Linked DNA regions of Mus musculus: regions 1 and 2 are each linked to region 3. A link is a contact called in public promoter capture Hi-C data. All regions are on one chromosome and are shown on one strand. The core of a region is the stretch at or near the end of the contact, and the rest is flanking DNA. Distances in the headings are between cores, read along the strand shown. Region 1 holds the start of Zswim1 (zinc finger SWIM-type containing 1). Region 2 holds the start of Eppin (epididymal peptidase inhibitor). Region 3 holds the start of Stk4 (serine/threonine kinase 4).

Region 1 (4,148 bases), core at 571-3,070, 750 kb after region 3:
TCTTTAATACCAAAGGTCTGAAGAGCTTGCCCACAAATGCTCCCAAGTTAAGGAGAACTCGGCTCCCAAGCACGCCTCCAAGGCCCAAGAAGCCTTTTAGAATTTGTGGTGGGGGTGACACCAGGCTCCCTGTGGAAGAGGTAGAAGAGACAAAGGCAGACTCAGCACAGTCTCAGTTGCCACAGCCCCAGGATCAGTCCTCCAAGGCTGGCATGCTAGACATCTTGCACCAGAGTGGCTCTGAACTAGCCTACAAGTTGTGTCATAATGAGTGGGAGGTGGTACAGAATTCCACCCACCTGGTAGACGAGGCCGGCTCCTCAGTGGCTGTTCAGCTGCTAGAGAACTCACACCAGGTGAGCAAAGATGGCTGTAGCTGCAGCTGCTCCTTTCAACAGTGCTACCATCTGCCATGCCGCCACATTTTGGCTCTGTTGCATACCAGCCAGCAGCCAGTAGGGGAAGCCATGGTGTGCTGCCGGTGGCAGAAGAAATACCAGCACCTCCTTGACCCCAATGGGGAGCTGCAAGACCGTGGAATCATCCCAAACACAGATCAGCCTGAAAAGCAAGGTCAGAACCACATGATTCGGGACCTAAGCAGGGAGCTGGCAAACCTGCTGATGCAGACCGAGGGGCCAGAGCTGGAGGAGCGCTGCTCCACCCTGCGCAAGATTGTGGACATCTGGGCAGACCCCTATCAGCTGCCTGAGTCCAGTCAGCAGCCAGTTGACTTCAGAGACGTGGGCTGCCTCCCTTTCCTCTGGGGAAAGCTAGAGGAAGCAGACAGCCCCCCTCTTGCTGAAGCCATGGTTCATGATTGAAGTGTTTGTACTAGTGAACCCATCTCAGAACCACCTTGGGACAGTTCAAAGTGGTGGGTCAGACTGTAGGTCAGTATTTTTATCAGTGTCTTCCTAGGTAAGGGCTAAGAAGATCTTAAAACTCGGGGGAGAGGGACTCCACTGTGACAATCCTTTGACCCTGCCTCATTTCAGCCCTACCTTTGGCGTTCTGTAGACACCTTGTTCATTGTTCAAAGCCAAAGTTATTCCATATGAAAGGGCATGCTCCTTTCTTCCCAGCCTACACAGACGAACCCTTGCCCAGGTTAGGATAAACACAATGGGCCCGGAAAGGAGCTTTGTGTCCAGAGACAGAGGGGGAGGAGGGTAGCCCTTGATTGTCAACTGTTGCTGCTCTTTAGAAAATACCTGTTACGTATTTTTATTCACACTAATAAAGTCGGTTTTTGTTTTGTTTCACGTTTGTGTTTTTTGAGACGGGGCCTCATGTAGCCCAGACTAGCGGCCTCAAAACGTTGTCATTTTAAAGGAACCATGAATGTTGTCTAATGGGGTACTTGACATTCAGAGGGTTAGTAATGCACCCCCATACTCTGCCCTCTTCCTACCAACCTATCCTACAACACAGATGGTAGCTTGTCTTGTTCATTCTGTCCTGTCAGGGACCAGGAGGAAAGACCGACCTAAATCCTAGATTTTACTGCAAGCCACTTGCTGGGACGCTGTGGGCAAATTCCTAATTTAAACTTTTTAATTTTATTTTCGAGAGAAGCCTAGCCTGGAACTTGATGTAGACCAGGCTGGCTTCTGCTTCCCCAGTGCTAGGATTAAATACGTGTGACACCACACCCAGCTGTTTAAGACTTGGTCCTACTAGGTTGCCTGAGTTAGCTTCAAATTCTTGATCCTATCTCAGACCCTGAATAACCGGAATTACAAGCCTCAGTTTCTCCACAAGGCAAAGAATGCAGGATTACATTTGCACCTTTTTCCACCATTCTGTATCTACGGAGCTTGACAGCTCGATAGCCGACAAACTAAATGTTGTCCGTATAAAACACTGCTCTTTTTTATTTTTATTTTGGCCTTTAAAAGGTGCCGCCTTTCCAGCCCCCTAGACCGAAGGGAGGCTTCGCCCTCGGGCGGCCTGTTCCGGGCTTGAACATCCTTCCACAAGCTCTCATTGGTGATTTCTGGCCGAGCCTCTGTAACCCTGGCAACAGCCCCGTCCAGGAGCTGCCAGTCCAGGATTGGTCCGTAACTCCCAAGTTCCACAGCGAGCTCCTTTGGTCTGAGTCATTGTGAAGCTGGCGTGGTGATTGGCGAGGCTGGACGTCAGTCAGTCGGAGGCGGGCCCAGTGGGAGGAATGGCTGCCGCGTCTGCCGGTGCGCGAATGGTCTCGGCCGTGGAGGCGTGAAGCCGGGTCTCAGCGACTAGTGCATTCAGCTTCCACCAGTGGAAGGTGGATTTCGGCTCCGCTGGGCTTGAACACGAACCTCAGCCTTCCGCGTCCCCCACCGGTGTTCAGGTGAGGTCAGAGGCCGCCTTCCCTTCCTGATCCATAATTTGGGACTCTATAGGATGCCATCAGGATCTGGAGCCAAAGCTCGGCTTCCAGCTGTTGTAATGATGGACAGATAGCCTATGCTTTCTACCTCAGTCTTTCATGTGTCTTTGAACCTGAGTCTTTCATCGGCGAAATGGGGACAGTGAATGGAGCCAAATGGGAAACATTTGCATAAAGCATTACATCCAATCAGGATATGTGTAGGCGCAGGAGAGGTTACACACATGCTAGCCCCCTTAAAGTGAAAGGAATTGCCGGCCAGTGGTGGCGCATGCCTCTAATCCCAGCACTTGGGAGGCAGAGGCAGGCAGATTTTAGAGTTCGAGGTCCACAGAGTGAGTTCCTGGACAGCCAGGGCTATACAGAGAAACCGTCTCGAAAAAAGCCAAAAGAAAAAAATAAATAAAGTGAAAGGAATCAAGTTTCAGAGAAGGCAATTGGCTTGCTCAATATTTCACAGCAAATTTTGAGCAGTTTTTTTTTCCTGGTATATACCAGGACCAAAGAAAAAGTTGGTAAGAATTATAAGAATTTGTGAACAGAAAGGCCATGCAAATATTTAGAATGATTTTTAAAAAAGAATTAAATGTTGACACATGCCTTATTTGCAGCACTTGGAAGCTGAGGTGAGAGGATTGCTGTGGACAAGTCAGAGCTACACAGCAGAATCCTTCTGTAGAAAAAGAAGGTCCACATGCCATATGGGTTTTTTTGTTTTGTTTTTTGAGACAGAGGGGTACTCTGTGTAACAGCCCTGGCTCGCCTAGAACTCACAGAGATCAGCCTGCTTCTGCCTCCCAAGTGCTAGGATTGGCCATGTGTTTTCAATCCTCTATACTGCCAGTGAGCTATTATGATCTCCTATTGTCTAGAATGACCTTGAACTGACCCTGCTGCCTCCACCTCCCAGGTGCTGGGATTACAGGTGTTGGTGCCACACCCAATTCCCTAGTTCTTTTGTTTGGTTGGTTCGGGATTTTTGCATGCATGAGTGTGTGGTGGTTGTTAGGGGTTTTGTTTTTGTTTTTTGTTTTTTTAAGACAGGTTCTCTCTAAATTGCCTGTGCTGGTCTTGAGCTGATCCAGTGACGCCTGGTGACGCTTCTGTCTCAGCATTTTAGGTAGCTTAGATCACAAAGGTACACCACTGCATGTGACTTCCTGCCCTTTTTAGTTCCTGGGCTGGCTTGTTATTTATCCCTCATATCCGGGGAAATCTCCCTCAGTGTCCCACTGTAGCCCATGTGCCTTGCCCTCCGCAGCATGCTCTCTGGCCTCTTTCTCATTTTTATGGTTTTTATAATCAACCAATGTGTCCTTATGTGCTTGTTGTATATCTGCCCCTGGAAGATATATAGTGTTTGATAAGTGTTGAGATATTGTCCAGATAGATAGTTAAAAACCCAGGTACCTACTCTCTTAAGTGTCTCTTCCTTTCCCTAGGCCCATCCAAAACCGTACCTAAAACTACAGTCTAGCTTCAAGCATCAAATTACGTGGCACTTGAGAAACGTAGTGCTTCCCTGACGGCCGTCGATCTTGCAGAGGAAGGATCCTAGCCTGGGCTTTAGACGCTTGCCAGCAGCACTCCATGGCCCTCACGATGCTGAATGGTCTACTCATTAAGGACTCCAGCCCACCTATGCTGCACCAGATTAGCAAGACTCCTCAGCTAGATGCCTTCAACTACCAAAGCTGCTTCATGCAAGACCTCTTTGCTCATTTCCCTGAGGTCTTATTTATCCACCGGACCTATAACCCAAGAGGCAAGGTGT
Region 2 (4,644 bases), core at 401-2,900, 520 kb after region 3:
TAACCTCTTCAACACTCCTCCATACCTTCTTCCCTCCATCCCTGCTACCCCCCAGCTGCTGGGGCAGAACTTTTCAACACTGGTGACAATCACCTGTTGGCCATGGGAGCTGCCCTGTGCTTTGTGGAACCTTTAACAGCCACCTTGGCCTCATGTACTAGACATCCTGGGCACTCCATCCATCTCCTAACAATCCAGACACTCTCCAGACCCTGGGAATGCCTCCTTGGGAGTAGACCCTTTCCACTACAGCCTCTGTTTCCTTTGTTCTAGCTATTCAGTTATGTCGTGTTGCTGTTTTCCTCTAGAGGGCAACATTGCACAGTGATTCCTCCCCCACCTGCAGCTGGGTTTTGGAATCCTAACTCTGCCGGGAGTGTGTGTGTTGTGGAGGAGAAACAGGATCCTAAATACATTGTATACAATTTTCAACGGGTTAATACAGGTGTTATCGTAGAAAAATCTTTAGTTGGTTGAATGCTGGTAGCCTTGTGATGGTGGGCACATTCTTTAAATTCTGTGTCTTCTAGTTTCAAAGAGGGAAGTTTACGGACAAAGAGCTATATACAACTAAGGGGTGCTAAGTTCAGGAGAAATAGTCTTTCCCAGGGAAGACCCCCCTAATTTAATTGCTTATCCAATACCAAATGGTCAGCCCTGAAATCATATACATACAGAAAATAATAAACAGACACAGCAGGCTGTATTTATTTAGGCTCTCTCTCTCTCTCTCTCTCTCTCTCTCTCACACACACACACACACACACACACACACACACAGATAACAGCAACAATTAAAGAAAAAGAGGCCGTAGTTTCAGACGGAGTGGGAGCAGGTATGTAAAAGGAATTGGAAGGAAGAAAAGGAAGGGGAAAATTATATTTTAATGTTTAAAATTCCAAAATTTTAAATTAAAAGAATAAAACAGGAGTGTTGATAGGACTTCCTCTCGTAGAGTTCTTGTGAGGATTAAATGAGATAGTGAACACAAGCAAATGTTAGCTAATACCTGCAGAGCGGTCACCGTGGGGGGAAGCTTTACTCTGTCCTGTTTCTTCACCACAAAGCTGTAGGGCCAAAATTCGTTTAAAATGAAGAAATCAAGTTCCAGAGAGGACACGTGGAAATTAAATATTTTGCTCAAGATCACCAGGCTACCAACTCTGTACAACCCACCAACTCTGACCCCAGAGCCCCCAGACAAATATGTCTGTCTACTTCTTTAAGAGGTGAAAGGTCTTCCCATTAATGTTGGAACCATAACCCTTCCTCACCTCCCCTTTTTAAAGGGACTTTGAAGGTGTTTCCCCAGACCCCTGTCCCTGTATCAACACAGAGGTCGTTGTAACACTAAGAGACCTTATAAGTATCTCTCTCCTCTCCTGAGCCACACCCAGGAAGGAGCTGTAGAAAGGTGACCCACACCTGAGGAATTGTTCTTTGTCTCTTCCTTCCAGTAAACTTCCCTTTCTCCCAGACAACACTAGAAAAAAACAGTACTTACTGGGAAACAGCAAGTCAGCTAGACTAGGTCCCTGGACTCTTGCAAGCAGGCCAAATAGCACAAGAATGCTCACAAATCCAGAAAGCTTCATTCTGGCGAGGGGCTGGCCTGGCTGGTAGTTCTAGAACATGGAAATGTCTGCTGCCTTCGCCCATCCGATTCTCTCAGTAGGCTGTACCTTGGCTGTAAGAGCTGGAGAAAAGCCAGTCACCTACTATCTTGCTGGGAACACCAAGTTCTCGAGATCATAAGTGGAGCTAATGACATTCACAGCCCACATCTATGGAGAAAGCCTTTCTGCTTGGACTGCATAGGGCTAGCATTCTGGTCAACCAGGGTAGTGCCCAAAGTGTACTCTACACCATCCATGCTGCACTGAGGGTCAATGCTGTCCTCTTGGGCCTTCATCTTGATAACTCAAAGTTAATGTGGCATGCCCTCTTTACCATTAATTTACCACTTTTAAAACACTCACTCCGTTAAGCACACTCTCTATTGTCTTAATATCTCTTCATGTTTATTCCCATGGTAGGTCCAAGGTCTCTGTGTTCCCTTCTCCCTCTCCCACAGTTTCTTCCCACCGTTTTCCCATTTATCATCTCTCAGGGACACTTTTTTTTTTAAATGAAGGCCAAAGAGTAAAGAGTTGCCAAAGAGAGCACAGGACTGGGGAGAAACCAGGTGGATAACAGAGTCTTTAGATAGCATTTGTCACAGTGTTGTTGAATGTTGCAGAGCGCAGGGAGCCTCCACCACATGACAGAGTGTTGCCTGAGAAGACACTGAAATAAAGACACGGGTCTGAGAGACTACAGCTGAATCAAGGACAACACTGTAGAGCTGCTGGATACTAAGTGTGCTGTCAGAAGAAGGGTGCACACGTGAGCAGCCCCCTCCTAGTTGTGCATCTCCAGTACCAGCTGCTGAACACTGGGCTAGAAGGCAGAGAAGCTCTCTGCGAAAGGGAAAATATTAACAGCCAGATTCTACTTTCTTTCCCTGTGCTGGTAACATATTGTGCAGGTCATTGTTCTCAACTTGTTTTATGTGATAGCTAAGCACACAGCCTCATCATCGGGATCAGAGGCAGAACCCCCATGGAAATCCCATATCAGCAGATTTGCAATGTCACTTAAGGATTATTTCTCAAAAATGCTAAAATGATTTTGCTGGGGATTAAGCCCAGATCTGCATAGGCTGGGAGACACTCTCCCATGGACCTACAGCTCAGGTCTTAGAAATAGAATTTCTACTAGACAACCTGATCTTCTTGGACTTCTGTATTCTCTCAAAGACAGCCAGCAGGCGAAAACTTGGTGTTTCTAATCTGAAAGACCCTGGGGTATTTTATCTTGCAGCAGGATTATGTGACCCAGAGCAGAAAGGATTCTAACAAGTATCACCCAGCCAGTGAATGTGCGAGACAGGATTCCAGGGCACCGAGTCTGTGAGTCTCCACCTCAGGCCACTGGCTGGTGATGAGGATCTAATTTATTGTAGACTTGAAGGAAAGAATTGTAACCCTAGTCCGAAGGGAAACAAAAGTAGCCCATGTCAGTAGAGACAGGCTGAAGGACTACGGTTAAAACACTTCCTGATGACCCCTGAAGGCTAAATCTGCCTTCTTCCTTAAACTCTCTCAGGGGATAAAAAAGATGCTAACATGTCCAGGTTATTTTACCACATTCTATTTGACCTGTCTGAGTTGCATGTCAGTACACGTGCATGTCATTTTCCAAGCAGCTGACATGAAATGCATGTCTTTGGGGCCTAGGATGTATCTTGGGTTTGGACTCCTTCTAACACTTAATTCATGGAACAAACTGGTTAGGACACACTCAGCCGGTCCTTGCCTTCCTTTTCTTCTTTCTTTTACAGAAGGTCGTAGCCTTCGTATACCTTCGTTCTAGGAGAAATCTGCTCAGAATGAGTGACTTAGGAAGAACCAGAACACACTGACCTGTAGGTGGCAACTCATGCTTCTCCATCAGACCAGGCCCTGTTGTGTGGATGGCTCCCAGCATTGCTCCTAGTGCATCTGACTGCATTGCTAACTTGGACATCTGCTCTCCCAGACAGGCTCTGAGAGCCATCCAGCAGGTCACTGTCTAGCAACTGGTCCTTAAAGCAGGACAGGGTTAAGATAAACTCTCAGTCTATCTCTCTGTTTGAGCAAGGCAGGTAGGATGACTGGGAGGTATAAAAGTAGACACACAGGGGTGTGGCTAGTCGAGTGATGGTTGGGAAGATACTGGGTGGGTCAAAAGAGCAGAGGAGCATGGGGGTATTTGGAAGATGTGAAATTATATATTGTAATTAATATTACACAAAGTTAATAGGACAAGGAAAGGCTACGGCAAACAAGTGAATTTTCTGGAGATGCCCCGCCATTTGGCATGGGTTCGATGGGTGTGCTCTGGAGGCAAAGTCCCCAGAGACTTCATCTCAGGATTGCTTCTCGATGCTGATATACCTTTCCTGCCACTGTTACATAGCCTAGCGATTCCTGGGCACCAGCCCACCACCCTATTGGTCAAATTTCCTGCAGGTCAACATGAAGATGTATTCTTATGTGGTAATGCTGTATACTTCAAATTGATGATTTCATAATCCCTGATAATGATTTCATAGACCTCTTAAATTGAAACAGGTAATTTCACCCCCTCCCGTAGAATAAAAGCTGCAAATAGAGCTCTGTAAACTTTCATATGTCACAGACTAATTGCACTAGGAAAAGAAAGGAAGCTTAGAACAAATTTACAGTCAAAGCCGGGCGTGGTGGCGCACGCCTTTAATCCCAGCACCTGGGAGGCAGAGGCAGGCGGATTTCTGAGTTCGAGGCCAGCCTGGTCTACAGAGTGAGTTCCAGGACAGCCAGGGCTACACAGAGAAACCCTGTCTTGAAAAAACAAACAAACAAACAAACAAACAAACAAAACAACAACAACAACAAAAACCAAAACAAATTTACAGCCCAGGAGAACATCCCTCCTAGGTTAGGAGTGAGGCCACTATTTGGTAACTAAAGGTCATAAACTGGGAATGGACAATTTATTTTAAATGCAAGGACAAAAAAAAAATAAGAGATTGACTAGTTTATCTATACAAGACTTCAAAATAATATGGCACAAAGCAGACG
Region 3 (4,573 bases), core at 1,035-3,534:
GAGCTCCTGTTTTAAAACAAAACCAAGAAAACACAATGATGTTATAGGTGATAGGTTATTTCTCCGTTGCCGATGAAATGAGCCAATTTAAACCAGATTATAGTAAAGGCAGGTTTATTGGGAAGCTGCTTTCGGGCAAGTTCACCGGTCCCAAAGGAGGAGGCCAGGGAAGTCGCCATGGGGACGGGGGTGGGGGGGGGCGGGGGGTGGGAGGGGGAAAGAAAGAAAGAAAGAAAGAAAGAAAGAAAGAAAGAAAGAAAGAAGGAGGGCACTTATGCATAGAGAGAAAAGAAGGGCAGACCAAAGTGTCTGGATTATATAGGGAGGAGCCTCTGGGGGAAGGGCAGCCCAGCCTCTGGGCTTAAAGTTCAGGGGTGGGGGCATGGCATGGCAGGTAGGCACTGAGGGATGCTGGGAGAACCTGGAGATTGGGGAAGGCAAACAATAGGAAATACCCCTGTGGAGGCTGTTAAACCTGAGCAGGCCACAGAGAGCCTCTGAGGCAGAGAATCAGCTGAAACCTGAGATGTCGGGATCAGGATTCCAGAAAGCTGGAAAGCGCCTGGCATCTTGTGGACCATAAAACTTATTTAGTGGGTGAATACAGATGGATACAGATGAATACAGTGAATACACATGGATAACACTGGAGCTGGGCTTGGTGGTGGACGCTTTAATCCCGGCACTTAGGAGGTAGAGGCAGGTTGGTTTCTGAATTTGAGGCCAGCCTGGTCTACATAGCATGTTCCAGGCCAGTCAGGGAATATACAGATGCTGCTTCAAACAAATCCCTACAAACAACCCTAAACTAAAAATATACCCACTACGCCCCTAAAAACAGAACGGTGAGGGCTCAGCGACGGAACTTCAGAAATCTGTGAGTTTTATTTTTTTAAAAAGATTTATTGATTTTATGTATGTGAGTACACTGCAGCTGTCTTCAGTCACACGCCAGAAGAGGACATCAGATCCCATTACAGGTTGTGAGCCACCATGTGGTTGCTGGGAATGGAACTCAGAACCTCTTCAAGAGCAGTCAGTGCTCTTAACCACTGAGCCACCCCTCCAGCCCTTGAGCTTTATTTTTGTCAATAACCCTATCGGCTTGAGCTGAGTCTAGACTGTCATTTTGGACTAAATTAGTGGATCTTTCCGTTTTTGGGGGTGTGCCAGGTCCAAAGCGAACCCCCAATTCCTCCCCCAAAAGGGAAGGCTTGTGTTGAATATTGAAAGTGTAAACAAAAGGATTGCTGGTGGACAGACCCGAGTAGTCCTCTGTAACCTGTTGGTTTCTGTCTACCAAAAGGAGTCACTCCTTTATCGTCCTTGCCTTTGGTAAAGGAGACTTAAGCCAAGCTAACCTGCAGGGTCCTTGGTCCCTAGTAACATATATCTGTTATGAGTAGCAAAGCAGCCTGGCCCTCCTTACCTCCTCCACTATGCTCCCAGGCTGTTCCAGATTACAACTTGCACACTCCCCTCCGCAGCAGTTACGCTACAGCAAGGTCCCGACCGGCTCTTCTCCCTCTTCGCTAATTTTTTCTGCCCGGAAGATATAGCCCTGGCCTTGGCCAGTCTGTTTTTTTCTCTCTGCTCAGGAGTCTTCCAGATGCTGTTTGGTCTCATCTACAATAAAACCTCTCCAGTCTTGGAGCAGAGATTTTGATGGTTTCTTGACTGCGCCCTAGTTTACAGAGGGCTTGGGGCTTTTCCCCTTGGCCCTAATATGAACTCACTTCTTTTTCTTTCTCTCTCTCTCTCTCTCTCTCTCTCTATATATATATATATATATAATATATATATATAAATATATATAAATATATATATACACACACACACATATATAAAATATATATATAAATATATATAAATATATATAAATATATATAAATATATATAAATATATATATATACACATATATAAATATATATATACACACATATATAAATATATATATACACACATATATAAATATATATATACATATATATAAATATATATATATATTTATATATATATATTTTAAGAACTCACTTATCAAGCCCGTGCTTTGCTAACAGCCTCCCCATCTGAGAAACTGGAGAACCCTCAAGGAGTCAGGCTTGAAAGTATTCAGTCCAAAGGCAAGTCAAGGAGAGGGTGTCGCTGACACTCGGGCCACTAGAGGCCGCCCGAGAGGCACCTCTTCGGCTTTCTGACTTCTGTATCCGCCCGCCACTGTGCCACGTGACTCCCGCCGCTCCGCCCAGCCTCCTCTCGCTTCCGGTAGGGGCGGAAAGCGGAAGTGTGGGAGGGTTCGCGGGGCGGGCTCCGGGAGGATGGAGCATTGAGGCAGTCTGGGCGGCTGCCGGCAGCGCCATGGAGACCGTGCAGCTGAGGAACCCACCGCGCAGGTGAGGGGCCGTAGGCTGAGAGGCAAGAGAGTTGGGTGAGGAGAGAAGGCGCGAGCTTGCTGAGGGTAGACCCCGGCGTGCGAGCTCGGGCCGGGAGGAGAGGGACCCGCGAGGCTGGTGACCGGGCTGCAGTAGCACCTGCCGAGAGAGGAGGGAGCGTCCGCTGGCCCGGGCAGAAGTGGTTTTGCTTAGAGAGAGCACTCTCTGGGCAACGTGCGGACAAGTTAGGGGAGACCCCAGCAGAGGCCGGGGAAGGCGCCCCAAGAAGGGACCCGAGGATGTAGGGGCGAATGCTGAGGCCGGGTGAGCGAGGACTTAACCCTGTTGCTTCGCTTTCGAGGCAGAAGTCGTTAGAAACATTGATTGGAGGTCCCATGGCTAAGTAAGGGGTGGAGCGGGGATTTTGGGTCCTGGTGGTTCTGTCCCAAGTCATTGCTCCTAACTGCCTTACTGTGTCAGTACCAACGTTTCACGGTTCTAGTAATGGAGAAAGGGTTATGGGGGGCTAGAGTTTCCAAGGGGCTTCAGGGTGTCCGCCCCATGTAGGATGATGTATTAGTAGTGATGGCGGTAATGGCTTTTATTACTGAGTTCATGAGTGACTGCCTACTTTTTTTCAAATCGTCCTCAGCCTTCCAACACCCAAAGTTGGGACGTTGATAAAGAACAAACAAACAAACAAACAAACACCAACCCGGGAGTGGGTAATCTGAGGTCCAATAAATAGAGTTTAGACACAGTAGGCTCAGCCAGACTTTGTCCTGTTCAAATTCTGTTTCGATACTCTCTTGGCTCTAGATTCTAGAAGTATCTAGAGTTGTTTTGGGTCAAGATGAACTGACTGCTGTTGTGCTGGACCACTCCCCGTCTCACCTGGAGAAAAAAAGCCTAGAGCCTGAGGGAGTCGTGCTTCTCTCAGACACAGCTAAAAACTTGGGTTTCACAGAGAAGACATTTGACTTCCTGCAGCAGAATGAGCACTAAAATAGGAAGTGTTCAGAGTAAGGGAGTGCCGGGCACCGGAGAGGTGGTGTGTGTGTGTGTGTGTGTGTGTGTGTGTGTGTGTGTGTGTGTGAAAGCCTGGGCAGCACTCTTAGGGGAGGCAGGGTCTGTTGGAAGTACACAAACATGGAATCAAACAAACAGCTTGTTGAGATGGGCTCAGGTTTGACTTAGTGTGGTGTGCTGAGGCACTCAAAGGAGTACTTATTAATTACAGCCAGAGAATGCTGCAGGGCGGCAGGCACTGTTTCATTGCTTTCCAGCTTGCCTGTTCAGCCATAGGAAATTGCTGGTGTTTTGAACTTGTAAACATGGTACACCTTACTGGCGCAGCTAGCCTTCGCAACTATCATATAAGGAGGATATCCCTGTATCCTTAGTGTAAAGAGGATAAAGCCAGGGCACAGAGAGGCAGGCCACTTGTTAGCTGCTCCATAGTTAGAGGCACAGTTGGGGTGTTAACATCTGGTGATCTAGTCTTAAAATCCTTGCGCTTAGCTTTTTTACTCTGATGTCTCTCTGGAAGTTACCTGTTACATTGGGTCTTTCTTTGTATATACGCATCTTAGCAGATTGTTCCTGTATGTACGGAATCAGTAACCACTAGGCCAGTTATTCTTCCATTCCTTTCCCCCAAAACCTTCATTTAACTAATAGTTTTGTTCTCTCTCTCTCTCTCTCTCTCTCTCTCTCTCTCTCTCTCTCTCTCTCTCCTCCAGAGACAGGGTTTCTCTGTATAGCCCTGGCTGTCCTGGAACTCACTCTATAGACCAGGCTGGCTTCGAACTCAGAAATCCACCTGTCTCTGCCTCCCAAGTGCTGGGATCAAAGGCGTGCGCCACCACTGCCAGACCACCATTTGGATTGTAAGAACTGTAGTAAAGCGCGAGAGAAGAGTGTGGCAGGGCCGAGTCCTTGGAGGATTGGTGCTGCCTTATTCGTTGTAACTAGTGGACTGCTGCATTTTACTATCAGAATTAAGTGGTTCAGATTGCTATAACAAGCACCACACCTGGATGGTTTAAGCAACAGAAATTAATTTTTTATGTAGTTGCCATTCTGGAGGCTGGAAGTTTGGAATCAGATGTCTTTGGCTTACAAATGACCACCTTTCCTCCCACCTCTTCGTGTGGTCTTCATTCTCCTCTGGCTGTGCCCTTATCTCTTCCGCTTTCAA

What was found. Promoter capture Hi-C pulls out the DNA fragments that hold promoters and counts their contacts.
Region 1: a contact with region 3 is called in a promoter capture Hi-C map of neural stem cells. The contact joins the promoter of Zswim1 here to the promoter of Stk4 in region 3. A contact is called at or near these places in 4 of 39 promoter capture datasets (hippocampal neurons, liver, neural stem cells and 1 more) and 3 of 115 datasets of contacts at active chromatin or transcription factors (memory CD8 T cells, pro-B cells and regulatory T cell precursor).
Region 2: a promoter capture Hi-C map of second pharyngeal arch cranial neural crest shows a contact between it and region 3. The contact joins the promoter of Eppin here to the promoter of Stk4 in region 3. A contact is called at or near these places in 6 of 39 promoter capture datasets (the 3T3-L1 cell line, cranial neural crest, frontonasal cranial neural crest and 3 more), 1 of 115 datasets of contacts at active chromatin or transcription factors (astrocytes) and 1 of 9 other capture datasets (adipose tissue).

What each region holds. Positions count from the first base shown.
Region 1 is chr2:164,820,866-164,825,013 of GRCm38.p6, forward strand. It overlaps Zswim1 (zinc finger SWIM-type containing 1), which reads left to right and starts at 1,821. Exons shown (of 2, transcript NM_028028.2): 1 at 1,821-2,335; 2 at 3,817-4,148. The coding sequence starts at 3,965. It overlaps Zswim3 (zinc finger SWIM-type containing 3), which reads left to right. Exons shown (of 2, transcript NM_178375.2): 2 at 1-1,262. The coding sequence ends at 824.
Region 2 is chr2:164,591,921-164,596,564 of GRCm38.p6, forward strand. Eppin (epididymal peptidase inhibitor) reads right to left here and starts at 1,651. Exons shown (of 4, transcript NM_029325.2): 1 at 1,506-1,651. The coding sequence starts at 1,596. It overlaps Wfdc8 (WAP four-disulfide core domain 8), which reads right to left. Exons shown (of 8, transcript NM_001080550.2): 8 at 4,538-4,644.
Region 3 is chr2:164,071,854-164,076,426 of GRCm38.p6, forward strand. Stk4 (serine/threonine kinase 4) reads left to right here and starts at 2,285. Exons shown (of 11, transcript NM_021420.4): 1 at 2,285-2,394. The coding sequence starts at 2,360.